Regions from separate parts of the Mus musculus genome. Here regions 1, 3, 4, 5, 6 and 7 are each linked to region 2. Evidence: chromatin contacts called from public HiChIP or PLAC-seq, Micro-C and capture Hi-C data. All regions are on one chromosome and are shown on one strand. The core of a region is the stretch at or near the end of the contact, and the rest is flanking DNA. Distances in the headings are between cores, read along the strand shown.

Region 1 (3,866 bases), core at 58-2,557, 590 kb after region 2:
GTAGAAAATGGATGGAGCTCTACTGTTATAAAGTGTGTCCTTGTGGGCTAAGCAGGCCTCTAGAGTAAATGCAGAGATTGCTGTGGTGCTGGTTGGAGTCCATACTCTGAAGAATTTATCTGGCGTCTACCTGTACTTACTGCTGAAGTGACTGAATTAGCAACTAAAGGGTCGCAATAGTACTGCCCCACGTAAATCCTAAAAGTAGCCTAAGTAGGCAACTTAAAACTCACTTATAATCAAGGTGTCAGATGTTCTTGCTTAGCTCTTTAAACATAGATTTTTAATGAGTTTTTCTATGGTTTTTGTAATCTACACATTTCTGTTCATAAGTTTTAAGAACTATTAGTTTAATTTATCTTCCAAAAAGTCTTTCCTGACAAACCAGTATATGAGTTTTATCACTGACATGACTTATCTATTATTCAACAAAATAAAGGAAAGGAATTGGTAAATAGTCGCAGATAAGTTGGGAGCTTTATGTTAAACAGCCTATTTTTATGACAATTTAAAGATTCATATCTGTCTGTCTTATATGATGTATAAAGAGAAAAGTTTCAAAACTATATTTAAAATTTCACAAACTATTAATTCTTTTAAGGAGTTTTAATGAGTTTTTATAGGAAGTTAATAACATTTTCATTTAAGAGAGACAAGTATGTTATCAGTAGGGATAACATCCATGTTCGATGGCTGTATTGCCTCTGACATTTTTCAAATATCAAATCTCTATTTTATAAAGGAAAGGGAAAAATTGATATAGCCTGATATTTTGTATTAGTCAGGATGATTTGAGATTCTTTTCCATTCTTAGGACTTACTCATTCAGTAATGTAGTCTAACTGGATTCCACTGGTACTTAGGTTACAGTAACTAAATATGGTTATTTACATTTTAGCCAGTTAGTCCAGCCAGAGCATTTTAGTGCTTGTGTGCTAACTTTGGATTGTGTTTAAGGTATTTGACTTTACAGCATGTTTAGTTTCTTTTCATTTCTTATTAGTATTTTTCAGTACCTAATAGTCTCCTGCCCCCACCTCCGACAAGAACTTTCCTCTCTGTTCAAACATCACAAACGTGTTCCTTTTGGCATGTGCTTTCTAGCTCCCCAAGCAGTCTAAGCAAATTGGAAAGTTCAGCTGTCATTCTTGGAAGGTCATAGATCACACTAGCAGCCCAAGTAATCCAAGAGGTTTTAAGTATCATAGCATTTAGTTTAAAGTGAAATTTGCTCTGACAGGGCTGGCAGACCAATAGGAAAAAGAAATATTTGTGCTTGGAAAAGTGCGTGTGTAGAGACCAAGAACATAGCTGATGGCTGGAAGTGATTTCAGTCTAAAAAAACAAATCATTAAGAGAGTGCAGAGGGGTAAAACACACAGTTCATATTTTAAAGACTCTCAAAATGAACCAGCAACTAAGGTTAGCATTACACAGTAATTAGTTTGGGTGTTCACATTTAACTCACTCAGTACCAGACAGCGTGGTTAATCTGTCACTGAGAAAACATTGCTACTGAGCCCATGCTCTCTACTTAAAACCTCTAACAGTAATTTTTGTGCCTTAAGAAGAACAAAGACATAATGACAGATTATATAAATGCCAAACCAGTACCAGACAAGCAGTTATTTACCAGAGGTGCTAATGACTCAGTTTATTGATGGAGAAGTTACTTAAGCCACTCAGTAAGTGCTGGGATTCGAGTCATCATTTGACAGTATAGAACCCACCAGTAGTTTCAAGAAGTTCTCATGCACGATTAGGACATGTAGTCAAAGATAGCTAGATGTTGTGCCCTAACTAAAAGACTTCTCTAGAAGTCAGAGACCATTCCAGGTGTAGGTGACTGCTCACTTCAGCTTGATAATCCTATGTGACAAGATGTAGTAGGTGCTATGAACAAGGAAAAGTCATGAACTCGTTAATAACTGCAGTTCTCTCGTTTTAAGCTGGCTTTGGAAAGCCAGTCTTCGATCAGAACAATACAAAGTGTGTAAGTATTTTCCTTGAATGTCCAGAACAGATAAATAAGAATAGAAAGAATTTCTAGTAAGATGAGGCTAATAAGGAAGGGCTCTTGGTGTGCAGATTTGGGAAAAAAAAAAAAGACAGAAATTCAGAAACCACTTCCATGTATGGAAATGCTTGTGATTTCCTTCATGATTGACAGTCCACTCTTACCCAGACAAGTGTTAGCCATTACTCTGGCCTAGTGAAAAAAAGCATCTAATTCTCTCTCAATTGCTGATAAGAAGACAGGTCGATAAGTCCCTTTGTTTGCGCCTTCCTGCACTGTGTGCGTGCCGCCGGGCTCCCGGGTGTGGGCACGTCACTGTTTGGTTAGAGGTGTTCTTATCTTCCTTGTGAATCTGCTCAAGACACCGCGGAACGTGGATGAAGACAAGTATTAATTGAGATTAGAGAAGAGCCAGTGAAGTGGGATTTCATTACCGACTGGAATAAATGAAAGACATTCTTTACACACCCCCTCCATTGGTGTGAAGTAGTTTTTATCTGAAGCATCAGCTAGGCACTACTGAATGAATCTGCCCCACAGTGTTTTCCCCTTACAGCTGGGAGGTGCCATTAACAAAAACGTCTAATGAATGCCAGATTAATGACTTAAATACAGCCTCCCAATACTTATATAATTTTCCCTTTATTTTTGAAAAAGTGAGATTTCATTTTAAAATATTATTTATGGGGCTGGAAAGCTGGCTAAGTGACTAAGAGCAATTTCTCCTCCTCCAAAGGACTTGGGTCAGTTTCCAGCACCCATGTCAAGCGGGTCACAACTGGGTCTAACTCCAGCTCTGGAGAAAGCAACGCTTTCTTCTGGTCTCAGAAGGCACCTGCATACACATGGCATACACAGATATATACAAAGGAAACAAAGAAACCTCCCAAGTATTATTTATGCTTTATTAATAATAAAAGGCAAAATATAATTACGTATATACAATACACAAAAGTAACTGTAAATTACAGCTAACTTGTGTGTGTGTGTATGTGTGTGTGTGTGTGCACATGCCAGGCTCATTAAGAGACTGCATAATTATACTCTTGAAGTTTATTTTCTCAACGATATAATGATTCAATTTCAAAACAAAAATGCCTTAAAAATATATAAAAATATATGTATATTACCATTAAACTTATAAAAAATATGTTTTTGATGTTGGTTCCATTATGATTTTCAAACTATGCTGTAAAAATAGTACTAAATATGCCAGTTAAATTTTCAGTTGCAAGCAAGCTAGGCATAGTGGCTCACACTTTTAATTACAGCAGTTGGGAGGCTCAGAGGTAGTCGAATCTCTGTGAGTTTGAGGCCAGCCTGATCTACATAGTGAGTTCCAGGTAAGCCAGAACTGCGTAGTGATACACTAGCAGGGAAAGAAAAAAAAAGTCAGTGCCGAGGACAGTCGACTTAAGCCCCACAGTCACAGAGTGTATATCGGCTTAAGCCCCACAGTCACGGAGTGTACCGCAGGTGATGCCTATTTTGTGTGAATTAGATTATTTCACACTTACAAAATTGAAAACGTTAGTGTTAAATACAGTTTACATTCAATTAGTTTTTGTTTTTGTTTTTCAATTTTTTATTAGATAGTTTCTTCATTTACATTTCAAAGGCTATCCCGAAAGTCCCCTGTACCCTCCCCCTGCTCTGCTCTCCTACCCACCCACTCCTGCTTCTTGGCCCTGGAATTCCCCTGTACTAGGGCATATAAAGTTTGCAAGACCTAGGGGCCTCTCTTCCCAGTGATGGCCGACTAGGCCATCTTCTGCTACATATGCAGCTAGAGACACGAGCTCCAGGAGGTACAAATTAGTTCATATTGTTATTCCACCTATAGAGTTGC
Region 2 (3,694 bases), core at 461-2,960:
TCCCAAGCCTGCCCTGCATCTTTGTTCCCTGTTTTCTCTAACCGAGGTGGCTGTGTAGCCTGCGCTCTGGCCGGACCGGACCGCTCCTACCCTGGCGTGGACGCCCCGCCTGCCTGCGGGATTTCTGACCGCCGCTCCGCCCGAACTGGAGATGCAGCCCTGGCGGCTGGAGACAGTGGTGGCCGCAGAATCCCTGCATGGGATCCCCTGGCCTCCCAGCGTCCCTGGGCCTCCGGGTCTCTCTCCAGCGCCCGCTTGGCTTACAGCATTGGGGGAGCCCTCTTTTTCTCATCGGTCTTTCTGCGATCAGCAACCAGCCACTTTTCCCAGGACTCCTAACTTCTTAACGCCTTGTCTCCCCGAAACCGAAGCCTGGAACACGCTCCCGCCGCCCTCCCCGGGCCTCCACCCTGTGTCCCCAGCGCACACTCCCCGGAGCACGCGCCCTCACTCACTGTCCTGCTGAGGGGTGTCGCTGCCACTGGTCAGTCCCGGTGACTCCAGCAGGCTCCGGCCCGCCTCGCCCACACTTTCGTCTGCTTGTGCCGCCACCATGTCCCCGGCCTCCTCCAGGTCTAGCAGGTGACTGACGGAGAAGTTCTTTTTCGCCTGCAGGGTGTCGAGGTTGCCCGGGCTGTCCAAGCGGCCGCCCAGCGCCGGTTGCCGCTCCAGAACGTGCCCGTAGCTGGAGGTCATGGTCTCCCCTCCAATCCCACCCACCCCCCTCTTCCCGCTCGAATCAACACCAAACGCTGTGGGCGTGAGGGGGGAGAGGAGCCGAGTGGGGAAGAAAGAGGGGGGAGTGGAGAGAGAGAGAGAGAGAGAGAGAGAGAGAGAGAGAGAGAGAGAAACAGAGGGTGGGACCCCTTCTGAAGTGTAGAACTTTCGGGACAAGTAACTTTCCCTGCAGCCTCGGTTACTTCGCTAAAGCCAAGTCCAGCGCGGTCCAGAGAGATAATCCACACCAAAAAGTTCAAAAATAAAAACAAAACAAACAACCTATGCTTAGATCAAAAAGAAAAAAAATATCCCTTTCAACTCTTAAAAAGCGTCCACTCGCAGACACTAAAAATAATAATAAGGGGGAGCGAGGAAAGGGGAGGCCAGCGGGGCGGGGGAGTTAGGCAAACAGAAGAGAGAAGAAGGGGTGGAGAGAAGAATCAAAGTGGCTTTAAAAAAATTAGAGAAAGAGGTTAAAAAAAGTTATTCCCCCGGCAAGAGTTCAAGCGCCAACAGAAGAAGGCTTGTTCCAGCTTTAAAATGTCTTCAAGAAAGCGCGTTCCCCCTCTCTGCACTCCTGTGGATTCTCGGGAGTGACTAGAATTTCAGGAGAGTGATGTCTTGCAGATGTATTAGAGAGCAGGATTCTCACTTTACTCTTCGTAAGGAGGAAAAAAAAATAAGAAATAAAGAAGCGGGGCTTCAAGAGTCTGCAGAAGGGTGGCGGTCCCCCTTCCCTCCGCTCTCTCCCCCTTCTCCGTGCGGAGCTCCTTTTCCCTTCTCAGTTGGATCAAGAAGCTCTCTGGCACTTCAAAAGGCACAGGCTGGCATGGAGAGGAGGCTTTGTAGGGAATACAAGAAAATTGGAGACCCCTGGGAGGGCAGATCTCCACTTAATAGGAGCCTGTAATTACGTGGCAAAGCCTTTGTGCGGCGCCTGACGTTTTACAGACCCCCTTTCTCCATCACAATCTCCTACCTCCTTTTCCTCGGACCGAAAAAACAGTCTGATTAAGAAAACCCCTTTGCCAACATCAGAGCCAGAGAGAAAGGGAGAGGGAGGGAGCAAGAGAGGAGGAGGGAGGGAGGAAGGAGGGAGGGAGGGAAAAGGGAGGGAAGCTAAGGAGAGAGCCCCTTTGGATTTTTAAAATAAAGGTCTAATTATCATTCCCTTGCAGTAGTATCACAGAGAGAAAAGTGCCCGAAACCCGCAGTCACTTTAAAACGGGGCTGATTATTTTGTTTCAGCATTAACTCCTCCGGATTTGTTTGAGATCCTCTTGGAATATCTCATTTGCATGTTTTGATAACAGCTGAGGGCAAACTTGTTAGGAAAAGAAAAAAGAAAAAGGAACAGGGAAAAGATGCACATCTATAACAGTCAAATCTGCGGCTGCACCGCCCCCCAGTAACTTTTCCTGCAGCTTTGTTTTGGCGGAGAGCGCAGGGAGAGTCTGAGACTGAACGGCAAAAAAGAGCAAGCCTATTAAAGCTCGTTTGGCTCTGTAGAGACAGCCTATTAAATAATGTAATAAAATAACAAGAGCGATAATAACGGGAGGCTCTCTACGATCTAAAGACGGCTTGGGCAGATCCAGAAGTCTTCAGCTTCGAATGGATTCGAGACTTTCGCTGCCACCAGAAATCCCCAGGCTTCAGACAGTAGAAAATTTACATATTCATTAAACCAGAAGAAAGTCCGTCCTGATAATTCCCCTACCTTTGCCAATGTTCTAATTTCTTGCTCGTAGCCGAGGCTGCCCCAGATCAGAGCAGACAGGAACACTGGGGCTGAAGAAGTTGGGGGGAGCAGGAGGAGCTGGGGGTGGGGTGGGCTCTGTGCTAATCTGTATCCAGTTCGGTGAGGCCCTGGCAAACACAGAGACTGAGGAAGGTCGAAGTCTATGACCAGGCTTGACAGAGGGCAGAGCGGTGCTGGACGGTGTTTTCATGACCTGTTGGAATCTGGTAACAGCTTTAATAGTCTCATTAGGAATGAGTTACTATATGGCCAGTAAGTAAAATAGTATGTGCTTATTTGTGGCGTTTTATGTTCTTTAAACACACACATACATACGTTTCCCCTCGCTCCCCTGATTGCTAGATTTCCCCTTCTCCTGTAGCTATGAGATTGAATTGAAAAGAAGGAAGGGTCCCAGTGTGTATAAATGGTTTCTGTGCTCCAAACGGCCATAGTTAGCCCAGAACTTCCAGCCCTGATCTGGGAAAAGAACATTTGATGCCATCAAAGGGCTGTAGATTGAAACCAGATGTGCGCGCCTCGGTTCTTTCCATGCATTTAATTAAGGAGCCAGGATGGAGGAGACTTTTTCATCATTAGTCCACCCGCCGCCCCCTCCTTTTTCCACCCCTCGCCTCGCTCCAGCCACTCGTGCCGTGCCCCCGACCGGCAGCCCCCAGCCCCGCCAAAGTGCTCTGGTCGCCCCTGCTCGGCAGCTCAGGCTCTGAGCCGCGAAGGTTTGTCTGCCGGAGGGCATCTAAGCCAGAAGAGCTGGTTCTTGCGCTGGGGACTTGCCCGTGGGTGGGCCAGACAGAGTGGGGACTTGAGTATCCTGAGGTGCTTTCGGAGATGCCAACGGTGAGACTCCTAGAGCCTAAAGTGCCTGGAGTGGAAGCGACTCGATGGTCAGGTTAAAGTGGCATATTTCCACCGGTGTCTCTGGAACTCTCTGCTCCCTTAGGGGAAAGGAGACACCCTTTCTCTCTTCCTAAGGCCAGACAGCATCAGTCTCTCCCATATCTTCTCAGACTGGAGGCTCATGCGCTCCATCTTTACTTACACAGATGGATTCCTTTTTCTTTCAGACGTGAGGATTGCCATTTGTGACCAAATCCTGAGTAAAAGATCAGGACTTCTAGCACCCTAGATATTGCCTCCAAGAAGTATCCTTGTTTCTGTTTGCAGCCAGTATGGTTGATACTCCAGAAGACTGTCAAGGAAAAGAGATCAGAG
Region 3 (3,654 bases), core at 1,084-3,583, 620 kb after region 2:
TGTGAGACCCCTCCAAAACCTTAGGCAGTGAGTGATCAAAGGCAGCTCTGGGAAGCTGGAGCATCTCCACTTGTGTCCCCCTAGGGGCCCCTTGACAGCCCAACTCTTCCTTGATCCAAGGGTCTCTGAGACACCTCCTCATCCCACCACCCCGGTATCTTGAAGTGTGGTCTCTGGGATCTTTTGAGGTATCCAGAAATATTGTGGAGTATTCTCCAAAAAGACTGCTCAGACATGGGTTTAAGCCAACAGAAAGGTGTTTGTTTTTTTTTTTTTGTTTTTTTTGTTTTTTTTAGACAGCCAACAACTACACTGGATGTTCAGGATGCCTATGCAGCCCTGAGCCTTTCTCAGGGTGAGCTTTTAAGCAGAAAAACCATGTTCTGTTAACAAGAACAGTTAGCCAGAAGCAGAGCTACAGAAGCTAAAAAGCAAGGTTAGTTCATTTAGAGACTTTCCCAGAACAAGGGACTTTGGTGGATTAGGCCTTTGTTTTAGTTTTGGCACGTGGTGCTGCCTACATGCTGAGTTTTACAGCCTGGATGGTACTTCCATCATGGGGTCAGTTGTACTAAGGTCTGAGGCCATTTGACAAGACCTAGACTACTCAACACATCTATTATTTTCTCTTCACTTAAACTCTGAGGTGATTGGTGTACACTTGGAGGCTAAGAAGCATTTCACGCTTGGATTGGCATTGGGAGGATTTAAATCAGAAACCCATACTTAGAGACAGATACTACAGATAATGCCCTTCCCATATCTAATGCAGATTAATGGTGTTTTTAAGGATGTTAAAAAGTGAATTTTCATTGCCAAAATGAGTAACTTCAAAATAGGTCAAATAGGCTGAAAGGCATAAGAATCTAGTGAGCCCAAAATCTTCACAAAGGCTCATATGCAAATAATCTGTAATCTTGTGGGGAGGGGCATTAGGAGATGGCTCAGTCAGTAAGGTGCTTGGAACCTCAGTCTGATCATTAGAATCCAAGTTCTTATGCCTGGAAGCCCAGCACTGGGGAAGCAAAGGCAGGTGGATTCTGGGGCTCCCTGGACAGAGAGCCTGGCTTAATCAGTGAACTGCAAGCCAGGGGCAGAGCTTACTTATCTCCAGCCCGTGTCCATGTGCCACCTGAGCAATATCACCTGTCACCCAACTCCAGGCGGGGTAACTGAATCTGTGTGTGCCTGTACAATACTGGTCCTTTTTCCTACAGAATCAAATGTCCGCTGGACAGAATGACTGACATACCCTATTGAGGGTAAGATGTGTAAGTTAACCCGTGGCCTCAAAAATATCTGGAATCTTAATGCAGAGATGTAAGAGATGGTTTATTTAGAAACCTGAGTGACACCAGGATAAATGAAGTGAGTAGATGGTAGAAGTATTGAGTGTGTCCCTTCCAATCATGTCTTACACATGCAGCAGGGAACTGTCTTCTAGTGTTAATTTTAGAGGAGTAGGTGACCATCGTGTTTGAGAAAACAGGCTACATGCTACCCAGGATCCCATCCACAGCTGGACTAGGATTAGTGATCAAAGAATGGATGAGAATGCGAGCAAGCACCCAGAGCGAACGATACAGCATAGATGTGAGTCAGGAATGCATCATCCTCCCAGTGGATTTCTTGCCCTGGTTGAAGTGGCTCAATTCTACTCCTCCAGGAAAAGAAAGGCACAAAATAAATTGATCAAGACAATCCTGGTCTCATTCTGACTTGCCTTACAGGACGTGGTAGCTGATGTTACTTTATCTACATTCTTTACCAGGAAGGCAGAGGCTGGCTGCGACCTCCCACACGCAAATGGGTTGATCATTTAGTCTTCGGTTATTGTAACGAAGGTGAACTTTCGAAGAGAACAAGAAGTCAGCGGATATTGGAGCTGGTAATTCTATCACAGGTGTAGTCTTCTCTTCCTCCGTTCCTTTCCCACACACCCCCCCCCCATCCTTATTTCCCCTCTCCTCCCTTCCCCTTTTCTCCTCTTCACTTTCTTCCCTCCTGTCCGGTCCTCTCCGGTCTTGCGTGACATTCCTTCTAATTGTACTATTTCGCTGAATTATGATTCCAGGTTTTCCATCTGAAACCTTAAGCCTTAATTAAGTCTCAAGCGTTAATCGCCATGATTTCTGACTTCACTAAATACATACATACATACATACATACATACATACATACATACATACATACATACATACATACATATCTTCTCTGACAGCAGGCCAATCCTGGTGGCCAGGATGCTGAGGGGGCAGTCACAACCGGAAAAGTTCTGGCTCAGCCCCAAACTCCTCTCCTCCTCCTCCCCGCCCCCTTACTTGTCTGAAGCCAGAGGTGGCCATTTTGGATTCGGGCGGAAATGAACTCAAAAGCGGCTGGTTAAAAACCCAAACATGAAAACCGGGATGCCCCTGCAGTCGGGCTGAAGACACACGCAGAGAGGCTTCCCTGCCGCCAGAGCCGGCTGCCGGGAACAGGCGTGCGGCGCAGGCTCCCCTGGCGCCCACACCTACCCGGGCCCGCGCCCTCGCAGCACCTGTGCGGCCGCTCTAGCTCGGTTCCGGGTTCGCGCCTCGGTGGTGGCGTCGGAGGAACTGAAGGCCCGGCTGTTGAGCCGCTTCCGGGCCCTCGGAGAGCCGCCGGAGCCGGGTCCTCGGGGGTGTCTGTGGGTGGAGGAGCCGGGGTCTGAGCGTCGGAGCCAGCCGCGGGCCAAGAGGGAGCGGAGCCGCCAGCCTCCTCCCGCCGCCCGCAGGTAACCGGGAGCCGTGCGGCCTGGACGGCGGGGCGGGAAGCGAGCCGGGGCGGCCGGTTGAGCGCTGCCCCGGGGAGTTCGGGGTGCCCCTGTGCCTGGCGTCTCGGGTGAGCCCCGCCGGCCGAGGCCGGTGGAGGGCCGAGAGACCGGGCCTGGAGTCCAGCGGGAAGGCCGCGCGGTGCAGGGTCCCCGACGAGCGTCCACACTCAGCCCCCGGGCTTCACGTGTAGAAAAGACAACAACATCTCCCAAGGTCGCTTTTGCTGAGTTCTGGGATCGCTGCTGCTGCTGGGTTGGGGGACATGTGTGTGCTCTGAGCTGATGTCACACCTCGGAGTACTTTTAGTCCACAGAGACTACATGTTTTGCTTGTCAGCTAGCACAATGCGGTTGAGTTCCTGACAGGGAACATACGTGGCCGAGACAGGGCCGCTGGTAAGATTTGTCACCCAGTATCTAAGTGCCAACGAGTACATATCCTTAGGACTCTCGGGCAAGTCATAACCTTTGGCTCTTTGAAGCGAAGGGAACTAGAACCGAAGAGAGTCTCTACTGTCGGGAGAACTAAGGGACATACTTCCCCCAGAGCACACGTGGTATGTGGTTGAATACCTAGGCAAGGTGCTGCTCCCAAACCAAATGGAACCCTTCAGAAGCTTCGCCTGAAGCCAAAGAAATGAGAAGGATGGAAGACATAGATAGATTAAAGTGTACAGTCACATCCTAGACTGTCAACTCGACGTTTCATTATAGAAAGTATAAGTGGTATAGTCAGTAAAAATGCCATATTAGAATATCCTTTTCTACCTTCGTGTGACTTTCAAAGCTACCTGGCACTATTTCATAGTCCCCTTCTTACTTCCCAAACCAAGAAAAAATCCGTGGAGTTGGGAGTGTTC
Region 4 (3,834 bases), core at 1,116-3,615, 680 kb after region 2:
GTGGATTTTCTTGATGACTGATGTGAAAGTGCCTAGCTCACTTTGAGCAGTATTCACTGGGCTGGTGGCGTTGGGTGCTAAGAAAGCAGACTGAGGAGCAAGCCAGTAAGCAGTCCTCCTCCACAGGCCGAGGAGGAAGCCAGTAAGCAGGCCTCCTCCACAGACTGAGGAGCAAGCAGTCCTCCTCCACAGACTGAGGAGTAAGCAGTCCTCCTCCATAGACTGAGGAGAAAGCAGTCCTTCTCCACAGGTCTCTGCTTTGCTTGAGTTCCTGTCCTCACTTCCTTTGATAATGGACTGTGATATGGAACTTCACTCAAGCTGAAATAAAGCTTTTTCTCCCCAAGATGATTTTGATCATAGTGTTTTAACAAAGCAATCAAAACCTTAAAAAAAAAAAAAAAAGTTAAAGGTTTCAAGGACTGCTTAAGATTGAGAAAAAGGAGCCGGGTGTGGTGGCACACGCCTTTAATCCCAGCACTTGGGAGTCAGAGGCAGGCGGATTTCTGAGTTCGAGGGCAGCCTGGTCTACAGAGTGAGTTCCAGGACAGCCAGGGCTACACAGAGAAACCCTGTCTTGAAAAAACAAAACAAACAAACAAACAAAAAAAGATTGATAAAAAGGTTCCTGTAAGAAAGTAACTCTGAGGAAGCCCAGAATGAGATGTTGAAAAGACTGGAGAACAAGCTGGGCTGAGAACAAAGACCCTGAAGTAGGTCAGCCTGATGATTGGTGGACTGAATGTAAGGACATTATGTATGAAGGACAGGCCAGGTTCAAACTATAGGGAACCTTGGAGACAAGTTCAGACTGTGTTTTTAAAATTAAGCCACATATAAAAGAGGGAGGTTTGGAGTTGTTTGTTTGTTTGTTTGCTTGTTTTTACTCTAAACTTTGTTAAGAATGTATTATAGAAGAACTATGTAGAAAATAAAAAAAATATTCCTAGTACAGGTTGTAAAGATTAGAATCACAGTGGGGGACAGGTAGATTCATGGAGTAATTTAGAATCAGAAATCATAATTAGCTGGTTGCAAAAAGAGTGTTCAAGGTTTACTTACAGAAGAAAACCTGGAAATGAGATTTGCGTTTTCAGTAGGTAGCAAGGTAAGGTAGAAATGGTACTCTAAATGTAGTGTGGTACCTGTAATACTGAGGGGAGGGTAAATAACAGATATCTTCATTCCCTCTAAGCCTAGCAGTCTGAGACACACATTACATAAATAAACATCTTTTGAGTAGGAAAACAGTTGTTTCCAGGAGGAAATTCCATAAAAACAACCCTTCTCGTTGACACACAAAAATTCCAGCACTGCAAACTCAGGATTACTGCAAACCCAAGACCAGTCTGTTTTGTATAGCTAGTATCAGGCCAGTCAGGACTACCATCTAAAAAGCAAAATAATTCCATATCCACACACGGAGTACTTTAAAAACGGTCATCAGCACCACGTTGGATTTTGCTAATGTCTAAGGAATGACTTCAGTGTGAGAGAACTTAAGTTATACTATGAAACATCATTCGTGCAAGGTTTGAACTTTCACTAAATGTAATGGTATTTTCAGTTTTTGGAGGGGTGTGTGTGTGTCTGTTTCTGTGTGTGTAATTTTAAATAGAAGGTATGATCAAAATCATAAAATTAAAATCACCTTTTACATGAAGGGAGTCGACTTCCAATTACAAACACAAAAGCATTACATAATTATTCTTTGCACCTAACTCCACACAATTACAACTCGATTAAAGCCAATACCTGAAGCACCGCCTTGTAACTTAAAAGGGAAACGGGTTCGAAAGGGGAAAAGCATTTTTGTTTACAGACCATCCTTTGAAGATGTGGTACCACGGAAGAACTACAACTACATCCTTCAGCTCTCACGCTTCATCCAGATACTGAGCACCAGCGCGGGCATCTCCCACACTTAGGCAAGTGCGACCGACCGGGCAAACTTAGGAACAGAGAACTAAACTTAAGGCATGAGAGCACTCATCATTTTCAAACGCTCCAGTCGCAATCGTCCGACAATGCTAGGCGCGCCTAGCCCCTCAACCCACGGTTGTCCTCGTTCCCTTAACCATCACCTCGCAAAACAAAACAGAGTTCGAATCCCAGGCTGCCCGCGTCAGGGCGGAGCAGGCTCGCGACACACCCCCCGCTCAGCGCCCTCCAAGGATATGAGGAGCCGGGGCAGCACCGAAGGCAGCTCCCGACGGCACATCTCCTCCGACCAGCTGCTGAGTTCCTCCAGCACGACCCCGCTCGCCACCTCCGCATCGTCCTGCGACATTCTTTCGCCACCCCCGAGAGACGAACGAATCCGCACGACTCCCGCCACAGCTTGGAACGCCGTCCCAGCAGGCTTTGAGAGAGCTCCGCCCCCACCAAACCATAGAGAGGAGCACTCTCGCCCCCAAGCGTCGGGGCCCTCTCTAGCTATTGGAGGACTCATCTCGTTGGTGTTCGCCGTAGGCTGAAGGCGAGTTTCTCCGGTAGTTTGTTCGCCCTGGCGTCTGACTTTCCAATGCTGAGACCAGAAGTCCTCAGGTTTGCTATCCTCAGTCCGGGGGGACTTTGAGACGACGCGTAGTTTCAAGGGTGACCTGGGCTGAGGCCAGGAATGACTCTACTCCCCTGTGAGGTGCGTTCGAGAATAGGAATGATTTTACTGGCGTGCGTGCTTCCGTTCCTACGGCTCCTGCCAAGTGAACGGAGATCCCACCGTCCAGAAATGTGCAAATTAAAACGGGTGTTATGGTCTGGCATATTGCCGGAAATGTTTCTATACAATCGATTATACTTTCCACAGTCCTAGTCTTTATTCATCCCTCCAGTCACATAAGGTGTAGAACTACGTACACATAAATGTACCGTTTGGATGAGTTTGCACACACCAGATCACACACACCTGTGTGTGTTTGAAAATGGATACCCTACTTACCCAAATAAAACCTTAAACTGTTTTTGCGAGGCAGAGATGAAGGAACAAACCTGGATGCCACTGTGAACAAAGAGAAAATAATTACTGTAGATGCGTCAGAAATTTAGGAAGATGAAGGTGAAGATGCCTGAGCACAAGGCAACTAAAAGACCAGGCAGGAAGCTGGGCATGGTGGCGCACGCCTTTAATCCCAGCACTCGGGAGACAGAGGCAGGTGGATTTCTGAGTTCGAGGCCAGCCTGGTCTACAAAGTGAGTTCCAGAACAGCCAGGGCTATAGAGAAACCCTGTCTCGAAAAACCAAAAAAAAAAAAAAAAAAAAAAAGACCAGGCAGCAGGTAGCTAGGCTGTCCTGTCTACAAATCTTGGGGTTTATTGTTCTGGTGAAGGTGGTAGCTGCTATAGCTATTCTTTTGTTTGTCTTTATGTTTTATCTTCTACTTTTGAATACTTAAGGCATCTGTGCATTTTGCTAAATCGCATACACACAGCCTTTTTTTGTTTTTGTTTTTAAACATTTTCTTTTCCCCCTTCCCTTTCCAGGGCTGAACTGAAAAAGGATCAAAGGCGTCTAAAACGTCTTTGGAGCCCCCTCTGAATACATCTGATGGTGTATACGCAGCTAACAGACATTGGGCGCAACAGAACTAATCGACTGTGTGATCGGTTATGCCATTAAATTCTTTCTAGAAGCTGAAGCATCATCCTTTGGTAAAAAAACGGTGTGCATAGAAAAAGAGGATGGCCTTTCAATTCAATTTCAGCATAGAAGAAGATCTGGAAAATAAATTAACATCCCTCGATGATGGAACTTGTGTCTTAGAAAGTCAGAAAGGAAAGCAGGACAAAAGGCAATCTACAGAACGTCCGGGCTTGCCTCGGGATCACTCTTGG
Region 5 (3,703 bases), core at 746-3,245, 770 kb before region 2:
GAAACTCCAGCTGGGTCATGTCCATCTTCAGGAAACTCATGTGGGGCCGTCGGCTGCCATTGCGTTCCTTCATCTGCTTGATGACAACCTCGCTGATGTCGATGTTCACGATATCCTGATAGCCCACATCATAGAGTTGTTCACTGAGCTCTGAGTTGCCACATCCGATCACAAGCACCTGGAGGGAAGAAACAAAGACAAAATGAAAGTGACCAAAGTCAAGAAATCCGCTTCAGATACCTCAAAGACTAGAGATTAGTAGACTTTGGCTACTTCATATTCTCCAGGGGCAGAGACACTATTCTGAGTAGAAAGAAGCACTCAAGTTAACTCTAGACACCATCTTGAAACTAGCAATGCAGGTGTGCACAATCCACGGTCTAGCATAGTCATGCCTGCAAAACCAAACTGTAAATATTCTTAAAATATTGTGGGTTTTTTTTTTTTTGGGAGGGGGGCATTGATAATTTTTTTTTCTATTACTTGATTGCATGGTTCTCAGGCCTTGTAGATGACAACCTCTTCTTACAATGTCAAAAGCTAGACACACGTGGGAGAAAATCACTAATCCAAACAGTATTATGCCACAATAAAGGTCATGTGAGAACAGGCTGTGTGATGTGCGCTATTCAAAACTTGTGTGCAGCCTGAGGGACGGTTCAGTAGGTTAGAACTATTGCTCTTGCAAAGGACCCAAGTTCAGTTCTTAGCACAGCCTATAACTCCATTTCCAGAGAATTTGGTAGCCTCTTCTGGCCTCCACAAACTTCCTGTACTCACATGATGCACAGAAACTCAGGCAGGCAAACACACATCTACATAATAAAATAAGGAAATCTTTGTCTTGAAGTTTGTAGGAAGTTACAAAATCCAAAACACCAGTTGCATCCTCATTTTTGTTTTTGTTTTTTTAAACCGTTAAAAATATAGGCTGAGTGACAGAACTGTTTCTAACTGCTCATACTTCCTATTTCCTCAGACAACAAACTAGTTTGTGAGGATTTGGAGCCTGCTCCCATCCCAGAGTCTATCTCATGCTATTTACTACTTGAAGCCAAACTTAAAAATACGAATTGTTGTTTCTCTTTGTGGCACATTCCTCCATTCATCTTTCAAAAATTCTGTTGTCACCGTCTCTAGAGGGCAAAGCATAGTTCCATGAGAAGTGATATGCCCTGGAGCCAGACAGACCTGCTTTTAAATCTCTATTTGACCACCTACTACATGCATGGCCTCCAACAGTCACTTGAAAAAAATAAGTGCACAACTACCCGCCTGAATTTGTTGAGATAAAAGGCCCGAGCATAGCAGACCTTAAGTCTCCTTCCCTACCGAAGCTCCAACTCGTCCACACCTATTTAACTTGGAATTTAACTTGTGTTTGTGGCTTCCTGCTCCTGTAGCTTGAGGGCTGGGCACAAAGCCTGAAATTTGATGAGCACTCGGCAGTGACTTAATAAACATATACACCAATAAAGTCCCACGACGCTACCTATTCCACACGTGTGCACAGTGACACAACACCCTTTCAGTCTACTGACGAAGCCACTATTCCAAAACGGGTTAAGGATGAAGTTTTAACTGAAAATCTTTACTTTTAAATGGCTATCTTTAAGGTTGCCACTTAGCCAAGATGCTGGGCAGAATCCTAAAATGATAGATCTGAGTGGGGTCCCCACGCCTGCCTGCCTCCTGCCTCCTAAACTTAGGATTGCTATCTTCAGTCCCCACAAGGGACTGGCTGCACGCCATACCTTTTCCTTGGGCTTTATGTATTTGTGCAGCACCTCGCACAGCTCCAGATAGGTCCCATACCACTCGAAAGCTGTCTTCCCTCGCTGCTGGAAGAACTTCTCCCAGTAGTCGGCAGAGCCAAACTCCTTGGAGCTTTTAGGTAGGAGATTCATGTTCCCACCGTGAGCGGCGTCTTCGACACTGCTCCTGGTGACAGATCACCCCGGGAAGCACCGGGAGGCAGCAGCGGCGGGAATCTTAGCCACTACAGGCACCATAGATTTGTTCTGCACGCAAAACCCAACCGAACCGGGCCCTGTGCAGCAGACGCGCGGACGAACCACTGAGCTGGCCACGCGCCGCTGCCGCCCCCCTTGTTTTTCTTCACCCTCGGTCCGCGCCCCACGTGCAGCAGCCACACACTCCCGCAGCTACACTCAGAACCTAGAAACCATATCCGGGTAAGAGGTCTCGTGATTGGGCAGGCGGAGCGGGCGGGACTTCCTGCGGGACTCCGGGCAGAAGAGGCTTGCTTCGTGGAACCGGGCGGGGCTGCGCGCGCAGCCTCTGTGAGCTGCGCTCTATCCCCAGCTGAGAGCGCGAGGGGCAACGGGAGCTGACCTGCGCAGGAGCAGGAGTCTCAGCTAGAAACCCCTTCCTCAGGAAAATGTGAGCTCATCTCCTCTTCCCGGAATCACTTTGCCACCGTTCTTGGTCAATTCAGAGGAAAATGACTGCTTTTTCTACTCCAAAATACAGAGCCCTGCTATTAATACAGTAACAACGGTGAATATCAGGAGACTTAACCGAAGTGCCTCCCTTCCCTGCCTCTCAAAACACAGTAACCATTCATTATGAAGATGCTCATTTTATCATTGGAGTCCTTAAATTGTCATTCTGATGACAGTTGTAAAGACATAGTTTATGTGTCTGATGAACAATACCATCCTTTTAAATGATCGTTTTATGAAAATATCCCAAGGAAGTTCCTAGTGAAGAGCTGTTTTGAAGAGACGATGAAAGAAACAGCTCTCGCGTTAAAGGAATAAGAGATGGAGCCCAGATATGACTGGCCATAGCCCAGGAACACAGATTTAGCTTCCTCAAATACCATGTTCCCATGAGGTAGCAATTGCATGAACTTTTATAGTAACAACACAGAAAGTAGTAAAACGGGACACTTACAAATACATTGGTGAGTATATTGTAAGATGATTGCAACCACAAGAAAACCTAGAGGTCTCTTCATACTTTCCAAAGGTCTTACCTAAGGGTCACAAAAGATGTTGCCAAGTACTAAATAACTACTAAAGGACCGGAAGATGTTCTAGGAAAATTTGGCTCTGGAACTGCATGCAACCTTTCAACGGCTTCACATCATTGACGTTGAAATCAATGAGCCTTTGAGGACACAGCTCCTTTCCAGAGATTCTTTTTCACAGCCTATACACACAGTGCTAGCACAGACACGGAACAGTTAGAGTAGACATAAGTTTTAAAGTCATCTTCAAACATTACAGAATCGTCTATTGGACTTGTTTTTATTTTTAAAAAGTTTCATATGATATAATCTGGTAGTGGTTTCTTCTTTCCCGACTTGTCTCAGCTCTTCCCCACCTCCTCAACTCCGTGACCTTTCTCTCTAAATAAAACACACAGTATTTTTTTAAGACTTATTTATTTATGCCAGGTGTGGTGCCATGCCTTTAATACCAGCACTTGGGAAACAGAAGCAGGTGGATCTCTTAAGTTCGAGGTCAGTCTGGTCTACAAAGCGAGTCCAGGACAGCCAGGGCTTATTACACAGAAAAACCATGTGTCAAAAAACAAAAAACAAAACAAACAAACAAACAAAAAAAAAAAACAAAAAACCTACCACTACAACTAATAATAATAAACAATAAAATATTAGTGTTTTGCCTGCATGTATGCCTACATGCCAGAAGAGGGCACCAGATCTCATTATAAA
Region 6 (3,800 bases), core at 1,013-3,512, 570 kb before region 2:
ATTCTGAGCTAGAACTGATGCCAGGGTTATTTACTATACAGAGCACAAAGGAGAAAGTCTTATGAAATAAAGTGCAGTATGTAAATGTAAAGAGGAGTGGAAGAGGAAAAAGAAACTACTTACGGATCCAAAGACTTAGGCTATTCTGAGAACAGATTTTACTGCTTGAACACTAGTTTCTTCTTCCAGGACTCTCCTGCTTTCCCTTCATCTTTAGCTGTCCTTTTACTTACTATGCACTAACCACAGTAACAAGAGCATTACTCAGTCTTAAATTCTACAGCAAGCCTGAGAGGTACTGATATCATCTTTAGTTTATAATGAAGGGATGGGCTCACAATCACTTCTCAAAAACAAAACAAAACTGAACATTCACAAGCTCTCACTACGCAGCCTAGGCTGGCCTCAAGCCCATTTCTGTCTTCCCCTAGTCTTCCTATGACACCAAACAGACACTACGTTTACATCTGGCAGCATTTTAACCTTCACATGTAACAATGTTCAAACACCCAAGCAAGCTAAAGAAAAAGTACCAGTTAAAAATGTGCCTTATTTTAGCAACAATTATAAATGTACAAGACCAAATGAACACTTTGATAGTTCAGAGCATCCCCTCTGGGTTTAGAAAGTATGGCTTTGACTACAGCACCACTACAAATTTGTGACCTTGATCAAATTACTTCGATCTCTCAAATATCTTGTCCTCATCTGTAAACCAAGTATAAGAGCTCCTTCCTCAAAGACTAGGATCAAAAAGGATAATGTATATAAAGGTCTTGAGAGCATACAGTTAGAGGTTAAGTAATGAGAGATCAGCCAGCATTCTATGTTCTTCACACACACCTACAGACACCCCCCCCAAAAAAACCCAAAAGCTTATTATGACAAATTCATCCCAGAAAAATCATATAAAAACTTCTTTTCTATATGCAAACTCAATCTATTTCTAATTTTTGGAGAATCAATGCATTTGGAGCCAGCCAGAAAAGATGCTGCAGTGCATCTGTGACACACACCTAAAAATGGCTCCAGCCAAAGCAGCATCTTAATGACCAACATGGAAGCTTAAATCTACTTTTAAAAAATGCTAGAGGTCAGACGTGGTGGCCGCTTCATACCACCCTCTCTGTAACGTCTATTAGCGGGAATTGACTCCTGAGCACTCGATGAAGCAAGCATCTTCCGATTCTTCTGGTGCATTCCCAAAGAGAAACCCTAACAGGAGGGCCGCCTACTGTACAATTCTAAGTATCCTGCTGGGGTATGAATTTATGAACCGAGGTTGAAGACCAGCCAATGCGGAAATCCGGGTAGTTTTAAGAGTCAGGAATTACTAGGCAAGTTGGATCCCCCCACCCCAAAGATCTTGAACACACTTCAAACAAATATACATCCCCTTTAAAGAGATCAGAGCGGTCCTTATATGCAAAATCAAGCAAGAGTCCTCACTGGCTCCCATGCTATTTTTCTTCGGTCTTAACTAGGGTCTCTACTCTAGCAACCAGTAATACTAAACGCTCTCTCTGAAAATCAGGCAGCAGCCGAGCCGTATTCCCACAAATGCCGGGCTGGAGCGGCCTAGAGGGAGGAAAAGACTACTCAAATCCTCCAAGAAGTTGTTCAGCTTGTCCCCAGCGGAAGTGGGGTTCGTTGGTCCTGGGTCCTGGTAGAGCCTCTACGACCGCCCTGGACTACACACCGCTGGCTGCAAACGCCAGCCATCACCACAGGAGCATCCGCAGGCACTAAGAGCGCTCGGAGCCGCCACGGGCACCGTCCTCCACGCCGTGGAAAAACGGCGCGCGCAGGCCCCGCGCGGGCGGAGGCTCCCTCGGCCATCGCAGGGCCGCCCCGCCGCAGCACACGCCGCGCACATGGGCGACGAGCCCTGCTCCGGATCTCCGCGGACAGCACGACGCCGGGAGCCCAGGGAGAGACGCCGCGGGCCCCCAGGCCTGGCTCCAGCGCCCGTGCCTTCCCTCCCTCCTCCATCGGGCCTCTTCACGGTCCGGACGCCCTCGCTCTCCTTACCCGCCAGGGTTGAGAACCAAGTCTGCGCGCTTCCAAGGGGCTCGCCCCGGACGGATCAGGGTCAGGGGAGGGGAGATTGCCTCGAGAGACCGTCCGCAGGGCCGCTCGGTCCCGAAAGCCCGAGCCACCGCCGTACAAACCGCCAAAGCACTTTCGCTACCTCCTGAGAGGGTGAGAGCGAGCGAGAAAAAGAAGCAAGATGGCGGCTAGCCAGCCCCTACGTGCTACGTCATGACGTTGCGTACGTAAGGCAAATCTCCGCAAGACCGCCCCGGGGGGGGTGGAGGGGTTGAGGCTGCGGGGTCACGTGACAGCCTCCGCCGCTTCTCGACTGCGGCGGAGGGCAACGCTACCTCCTACTGGAAGGAGGGAGTTCGTCAAGCAGAGCCATTTCGGAGACAAAGCTTTTCCACCTGGGAAGATTCCAAAAACCTTGAGCCCTCCGTGAGGAATCACGACTTGGTTTGTCTCCGTGCATTGACAACAACTGATGGAGGAACATAAACGTTTACAACCTGCGCTTTGACCGAATGTTCTTAGGGGGGGGGGGGGGGCAAAGTGAGGGGCCATGGTGTGGTGGCAATTTGAGAAGACCGAAGTTACCTCGGAGTGAAAAAAATAATCCAAGTGTTAGGGACAAAAGCGACTGGCGTGCTTTGCTGAGGCCACCTTCGGCATTTGTAATTTTGGTGTAAAATAAGGCACTGTTTATTTCTGACTCCTCTGGCAATGTTTACCTCTTGGAACAACTACCTAACAGAGAAAACTAACAGTTAAGAGTCACTCATGCAGGCCGGGCCGTGGTGGTGTACGCCTTTAATCCCAGCACTTGGGAGGCAGAGGCAGGTGGATTTCTGAGTTCAAGGCCAGCCTGGTCTACAAAGTGAGTTCCAGGACAGCCATGGCTATACAGAGAAACCCTGTCTCGAAAGCCAAAAAAAAAAAAAAAAAAAAAAAAAGAGTCATTCATGCAGATGTTTACTAGGTAAGTGTATAGTAGAGACAAGGCAGTACCCGAAGTGAGGAAGGAAAATGATAATATTCTACCTGGGGGCTGAGCATGTACCTCAGTGCCGCGTAGTATCTTGTCACATATATGCAAGTCTCTAGGTTTGGTCTTCCTTTCCCCAACGGAAAGAAGGTAATCCACGAGTATGTGATATTTCTCTACTTTATGAGATATCTATAGTGTATAATAAATCCAAAGATTCTTGTCCTGGTCTGAGTAAACTCCTCCGCTTGCAACTGGCATGTATTCATGGGGTGATACCACAACGTTAGAACAACCATAAAATAATAGCGCAGTAACCACAAGTAACTTCTTCCCCAATTGACATTTGTGATCATTTGTTTTAGATTTTGTTTGCTTTGCATTTCTGGGGCTCGAATCTGGGGCTTGCCTTCAACATGTTAGGCAAGTGCTAATCCAACTGAACTATAACCCTTAGCCCCTTCAGAGACCTTCCAAAATGAGACATAATTTGCTGATTGATAGAACAGGACAGAGAGAGGCCTGTCTTTTCACCAAGAAAACACCTTGGTTATTTTCCCACAATCCATTAGAACCAGTCTTCTGTATCCTGGACTTGAAGTATCTTTCTTGAGCAATGCAGGATCCCTCCAACAATCAAATATGCTGACATCTACCTGGTTATGAGACTGACATGTACAAACAGAATATTAATTCATGAGTTTCTAAGAGTTGTGCATTAGGGTTCTCTAGAGTAACAGAATTTATAGAATGAATCTCTATGTATATATAGAAAGAG
Region 7 (3,633 bases), core at 18-2,517, 840 kb after region 2:
TGAGCAGATTAAGTTCATGAAACGGAAAAGTCAACTGGAACCCAGAATCAGAGACAATGGCAGAAATTCTGACTTTAAAGAGCAGGGAAGCAGAAAGGGAAGGAAATCCGTGTGAGCATTCTTCCTAGTGTAGTTATGTGTGCACACATCTGCTAATTAATTACTTTTCAGTACATGGTCTCACTGCGTAGCTTAGGCTGATCTCAGGCCTCAAACTCACATTCCCCTGCTTCTAGCCCTCGTGTGCTGGGATTACAGGCATGTGCCATCATGCCTGACTCAAGAAGGGGCATTATAAACTGACTGAAGAATATCAGTGATGTGATCAGCAAAGAAACAGAAGCAGGAGTTGGGGGGAGGGGAGAAGGAAGGGAAGGGGGAGGGGTGGGGCAGGGGGAGGGAGAGGGAGAGGCTGCTGCGGAACCTGGATGGTACCAGATCACAATTTACTGGATGTGCTGGAAGCAGAAAGTCTGAGCAGAGACAAAGTTCTGGAGAATTCAGGGCAGGCCATCCTGCTGATTCAGGCATAATTCTCAGCTTTGCCACCAACAGAAAAATAAAATCTAAAACACCATGCCAAGGATACAGGAGAACGAGCAAAGACAAGATCATAGACTGTAGCTACCTAGGCCCTGGGGACTGTCCAGTTTACAACAGTTTGTCCCCTCCCAATAATAAGATCAAGGAAAACTAGAATTGCCATTCTTATTTTACAGATGTCAAAAGTATTTCTAAAGACATAGTTGGCCCCAGACCACACAGCTACTGACTATCTCAAATGAGTTCTCTAAACCCTGGTCTCGGCTACACTTGAGCTGGTGACAAGCCCTTACCAAGCGGTCTGTCCTAAGAGATTCAGACTGCTAACCTGTTGGTGGACCTGTCCTGAGGCTGTTTTCTGGTTACTGTGCAGTGCCATTTTCCTGGGATCTGAGGATGGGTGTTGGGTCTTACTAAGGCTTGCAGAAATCAGCTGACAAGCCTAAACTTTGAACCCCTACCCCATCCCCCCACCTCCACCCGCGCAGGTTAAGTGGGATTGCTGCTCCCACCTACGTTGAAGTGGGGGAAATGCTGCTTTGTGATGGGGCGGAGACCCTTGGGCACTGCTCCAGAGCCATAACCTCCAGCAGGCTTGCCCTTCCTTTCCCTCTACATTCCTTGTCTGGCATTCTCTCTAGTAAATGCCTGTGGCCACAGGGGGGAGTGACCTCAACAAGCCCCTGCCTACACTAGGCATAGAGGGAGGTAGGGTTAGACAGCCACCACAGGGGACAGGGACACTCACTGTGCCCTGCAGCTTCTTAGTCCTCCAGGGAGACAGATCAGCGCGCAACAGGGACAGAGCACTGAGCACTGTCGGTGGTGGCAGCGCGCGGCAGGACAAGGGCCATGCTCCTAGTCTGCCCGTGCTTCTTCCTCCTGGTGGTTCTGGGAACCCGCTGGGCGGGCTGGGGCAGCCACCAGGCAGAGGCCGCGCAACTAAGGCAGTTCTATGTGGCAGCTCAGGGGATCCTCTGGAACTATCATCCTGAGCCCACAGATCCAAGGTAACTGGGGGTGAAATCCAGGTGGGCTTCTTCAAGGAAGAAAATCTATTATAGTTGCAAGGGGTGGGGGTGGGCTGGGAGGAGGAGGAAAAGGAAAAGGAAGAGGAGGAGGAGGAGAGAGAGAGAGAGAGAGAGAGAGAGAGAGAGAGAGAGAGACTAATGTTGTGTGGGTGTAATTTTGTCTCTATGGACATAATTTATCATTTTGAGGATGTGGAAATTTCAATGTGAATGGTTAGCTGTGGCTTTCTTTCCAGGTGCAATCCCTAATCTGTTTTCCCCCCACGTTTGTTAGTTTAGTGTATTGATGGGTTGAAAGGACACACCTCCACAGCCCTCTTAGCCCTTCCTGTGCATTCGGCTTAAGCCTTTTGACAGTCTGCTTAAAAAAAAGAAAAAGGACCTTCTAGTTATATAATATTTATTCCTGTTAAACACAAGTTCATCTTCTAAAGAAAAAGATGTCAAAGCTGTCACCATGTACTTCATTATAAGGAGATTTTGTTGCCTTCCTATAAACGATTTTCACTGTGGGTTCAGAGGGAAGGGAAGGCACACTTGTATTTTCACTTTTCCTAGACTTACCCCTGGCTACCTAATGTGGCTTCATTTTTTCCTCTCATTTTGAGTTACTTCCTGGAATATGACTTATCCTGGGTATTTTGGTCTGCCCTGATTATTACCCATGTTAGTGAGCACATAAGGTAGTCATTCAAAGGCATGTCTAACTAAGAGGAGGCTTAAATAATATCAAACCTAACTTTGAGTTGCAGAATATATTTTGCTAACCTGCCTGCAGTTACCCAAGTCATAGATTCTACGTAGCACTTGCGACCACGAGTGTTTTTATTTTAAATGCTAAGCCTCGCTTACTGGTTGACGCATTTTTTTCCCTTTTAGTTGACATCAAAGTTTAAGTGATTGTGAAAGATGTGTTCCTCTTTTACAATTGCAAAACCAAAGCAATCAGCCAAAGAAAATAATGTAATATCTTGAAAGCAATGTGTAATGTTTTAGTATAAATGAATAATCAGCCTTTGAGTTTGCTGTTGTTGGTTCTGGGTTGTTTGGGAAGGCATTGTATTCAGTCTTGGTATCATGCTAGTGAGAAATATCACATCTAAATGACTTAAAGATTGCATTTTCAGAGTAATAATCTAGACCACACCCATACTCTTAGGAAAGTACCACTAACTGAACACCTCCACCCCACCCCAATCCCAAAAGAAAATAACATTATTTCCAACATCAATTTTGCTGCTTAGGGGCAGAGAACACAGACTTGTGTTCAAGTGACTGCATTCAGCCTGGGGTAAGGCAAAGGTAGGTTTGAGTTAACACAAGGTTAGAGATGAACAAATTCCGATCAAATGCACAGCATGAGGACTCTAGCTAACAACATTGCACAGGTCTTCCCCTGGTAAGGAAAGAGAAGTGGGTAAGTTACCAGTAGGGAAAACTGCTAAAGGAAGTTTCCCAGGGTCTTCATCCCTCCTGTGAAAGATGTAGTTATCAAGACACCTGACCTTGTTGACTCTAGACATAGAGACTGGAGCGGACACCTACTGGGTCAGCTAAAGCTGAGGAAATGGTTTAACCCTCCAGGATCTTTATCAGGAGGGTGTTTATCCTCTGCATCTTCTAAGGAAGCGCCTTTATCTTCCCAATGCAGGATTTTTTCTAATACAAATCCTAGAGTTTTGCCCTACTGCTGTCTTTGCTTTCCCAACTAGAGGCAGGCTCCATCAGATGGACACCAATTCACCACACCTTCTAGTCATTCAAAACCACGGAATGAAAGTGGAAAACGTTTCTAAATGATGTCTGATTCATCGACTGAGAAATGGTTCACATACACTTCTCAGTGACTTATATTTTTAATTTAGACCTGAAGTTCGAGTTTGTGTGACGAGCTTACCATCCTTTATAGAAAAAACTTGACTCTGAAGAGCAGACTTAGAGAAGCACTGGGCTTGTGTTCATGGGAGCATGCACACTGAGGCAGAATGTCTTTGAAAAGACCAATGATTATCCCATTGACTTCACTTGTGATCCAAATTTATAAAACCCTGGGCTTTGG

What was found. A called contact is a pair of places that touch in the nucleus more often than the background predicts. HiChIP or PLAC-seq counts read pairs in DNA pulled down with a chosen protein or histone mark. Capture Hi-C pulls out chosen DNA fragments and counts their contacts.
Region 1: an H3K4me3 HiChIP or PLAC-seq map of embryonic limb bud shows a contact between it and region 2, with 7 times the contacts expected there. The contact joins the enhancer-like site here to the promoter of Prrx1 in region 2. A contact is called at or near these places in 16 of 39 promoter capture datasets (the 3T3-L1 cell line, HPC-7-derived erythroid cells, the SN4741 cell line and 9 more), 25 of 484 Hi-C or Micro-C datasets (the C2C12 cell line, the HL-1 cell line, the MC3T3-E1 cell line and 12 more), 13 of 115 datasets of contacts at active chromatin or transcription factors (the NIH/3T3 cell line, astrocytes, craniofacial prominence and 7 more) and 4 of 9 other capture datasets (adipose tissue, embryonic stem cells, embryonic trunk and 1 more).
Region 3: a contact with region 2 is called in a capture Hi-C map of embryonic stem cells, with 6 times the contacts expected there. The contact joins the promoter of Scyl3 here to the promoter of Prrx1 in region 2. A contact is called at or near these places in 15 of 39 promoter capture datasets (the 3T3-L1 cell line, HPC-7-derived erythroid cells, the SN4741 cell line and 8 more), 1 of 15 datasets of contacts at CTCF or cohesin (the NIH/3T3 cell line), 17 of 484 Hi-C or Micro-C datasets (the HL-1 cell line, beige adipocytes, embryonic fibroblasts and 4 more), 16 of 115 datasets of contacts at active chromatin or transcription factors (the NIH/3T3 cell line, astrocytes, bone marrow-derived macrophages and 10 more) and 4 of 9 other capture datasets (adipose tissue, embryonic stem cells, embryonic tail and 1 more).
Region 4: an H3K27ac HiChIP or PLAC-seq map of embryonic stem cells shows a contact between it and region 2, with 4 times the contacts expected there. The contact joins the promoter of BC055324 here to the promoter of Prrx1 in region 2. A contact is called at or near these places in 5 of 39 promoter capture datasets (the 3T3-L1 cell line, embryonic stem cells, hippocampal neurons and 2 more), 1 of 484 Hi-C or Micro-C datasets (embryonic stem cells), 3 of 115 datasets of contacts at active chromatin or transcription factors (astrocytes and embryonic stem cells) and 1 of 9 other capture datasets (embryonic stem cells).
Region 5: a contact with region 2 is called in a FOXA1 HiChIP or PLAC-seq map of pancreatic cancer cells. The contact joins the promoter of Eef1aknmt here to the promoter of Prrx1 in region 2.
Region 6: a Micro-C map of embryonic stem cells shows a contact between it and region 2, with 4 times the contacts expected there. The contact joins the promoter of Prrc2c here to the promoter of Prrx1 in region 2. A contact is called at or near these places in 1 of 39 promoter capture datasets (liver) and 3 of 484 Hi-C or Micro-C datasets (embryonic stem cells and muscle stem cells).
Region 7: a contact with region 2 is called in an H3K4me3 HiChIP or PLAC-seq map of embryonic forebrain, with 4 times the contacts expected there. The contact joins the promoter of F5 here to the promoter of Prrx1 in region 2. A contact is called at or near these places in 2 of 39 promoter capture datasets (embryonic stem cells and stem cell-derived epiblast-like cells), 1 of 484 Hi-C or Micro-C datasets (embryonic stem cells), 7 of 115 datasets of contacts at active chromatin or transcription factors (embryonic forebrain, embryonic limb bud, embryonic stem cells and 3 more) and 2 of 9 other capture datasets (embryonic stem cells and macrophages).

The regions. Positions count from the first base shown.
Region 1 is chr1:163,906,299-163,910,164 of GRCm38.p6, forward strand. The region is part of intron 19 of Kifap3 (kinesin-associated protein 3); the gene reads left to right. Among named protein-coding and RNA genes, the nearest start is that of Scyl3, 22 kb to the right of the region's middle. Within about 2 kb of position 1,308, at least 30 of the 459 cell types and tissues checked have an H3K27ac peak or open chromatin away from gene starts, as enhancers often do. A contact at or near this core is called in the C2C12 cell line, craniofacial prominence, embryonic fibroblasts and 3 more, where this site is marked.
Region 2 is chr1:163,311,940-163,315,633 of GRCm38.p6, forward strand. Prrx1 (paired related homeobox 1) reads right to left here and starts at 1,711. Exons shown (of 4, transcript NM_011127.2): 1 at 456-1,711. The coding sequence starts at 696.
Region 3 is chr1:163,927,432-163,931,085 of GRCm38.p6, forward strand. It overlaps Scyl3 (SCY1-like 3 (S. cerevisiae)), which reads left to right and starts at 2,334. Exons shown (of 14, transcript NM_028776.5): 1 at 2,334-2,755.
Region 4 is chr1:163,992,431-163,996,264 of GRCm38.p6, forward strand. It overlaps BC055324 (cDNA sequence BC055324), which reads right to left and starts at 2,366. Exons shown (of 24, transcript NM_201364.2): 1 at 2,180-2,366. The coding sequence starts at 2,290. It overlaps Mettl18 (methyltransferase like 18), which reads left to right and starts at 2,459. Exons shown (of 2, transcript NM_027279.3): 1 at 2,459-2,641; 2 at 3,484-3,834. The coding sequence starts at 3,682.
Region 5 is chr1:162,546,350-162,550,052 of GRCm38.p6, forward strand. It overlaps Eef1aknmt (EEF1A lysine and N-terminal methyltransferase), which reads right to left and starts at 1,996. Exons shown (of 8, transcript NM_144877.1): 1 at 1,755-1,996; 2 at 1-178. The coding sequence starts at 1,907.
Region 6 is chr1:162,738,294-162,742,093 of GRCm38.p6, forward strand. Prrc2c (proline-rich coiled-coil 2C) reads right to left here and starts at 2,263. Exons shown (of 35, transcript NM_001081290.1): 1 at 2,032-2,263.
Region 7 is chr1:164,150,568-164,154,200 of GRCm38.p6, forward strand. F5 (coagulation factor V) reads left to right here and starts at 1,268. Exons shown (of 25, transcript NM_007976.3): 1 at 1,268-1,553. The coding sequence starts at 1,396. It overlaps Gm16548 (predicted gene 16548), which reads right to left and starts at 1,650. Exons shown (of 3, transcript NR_037987.1): 1 at 1,292-1,650.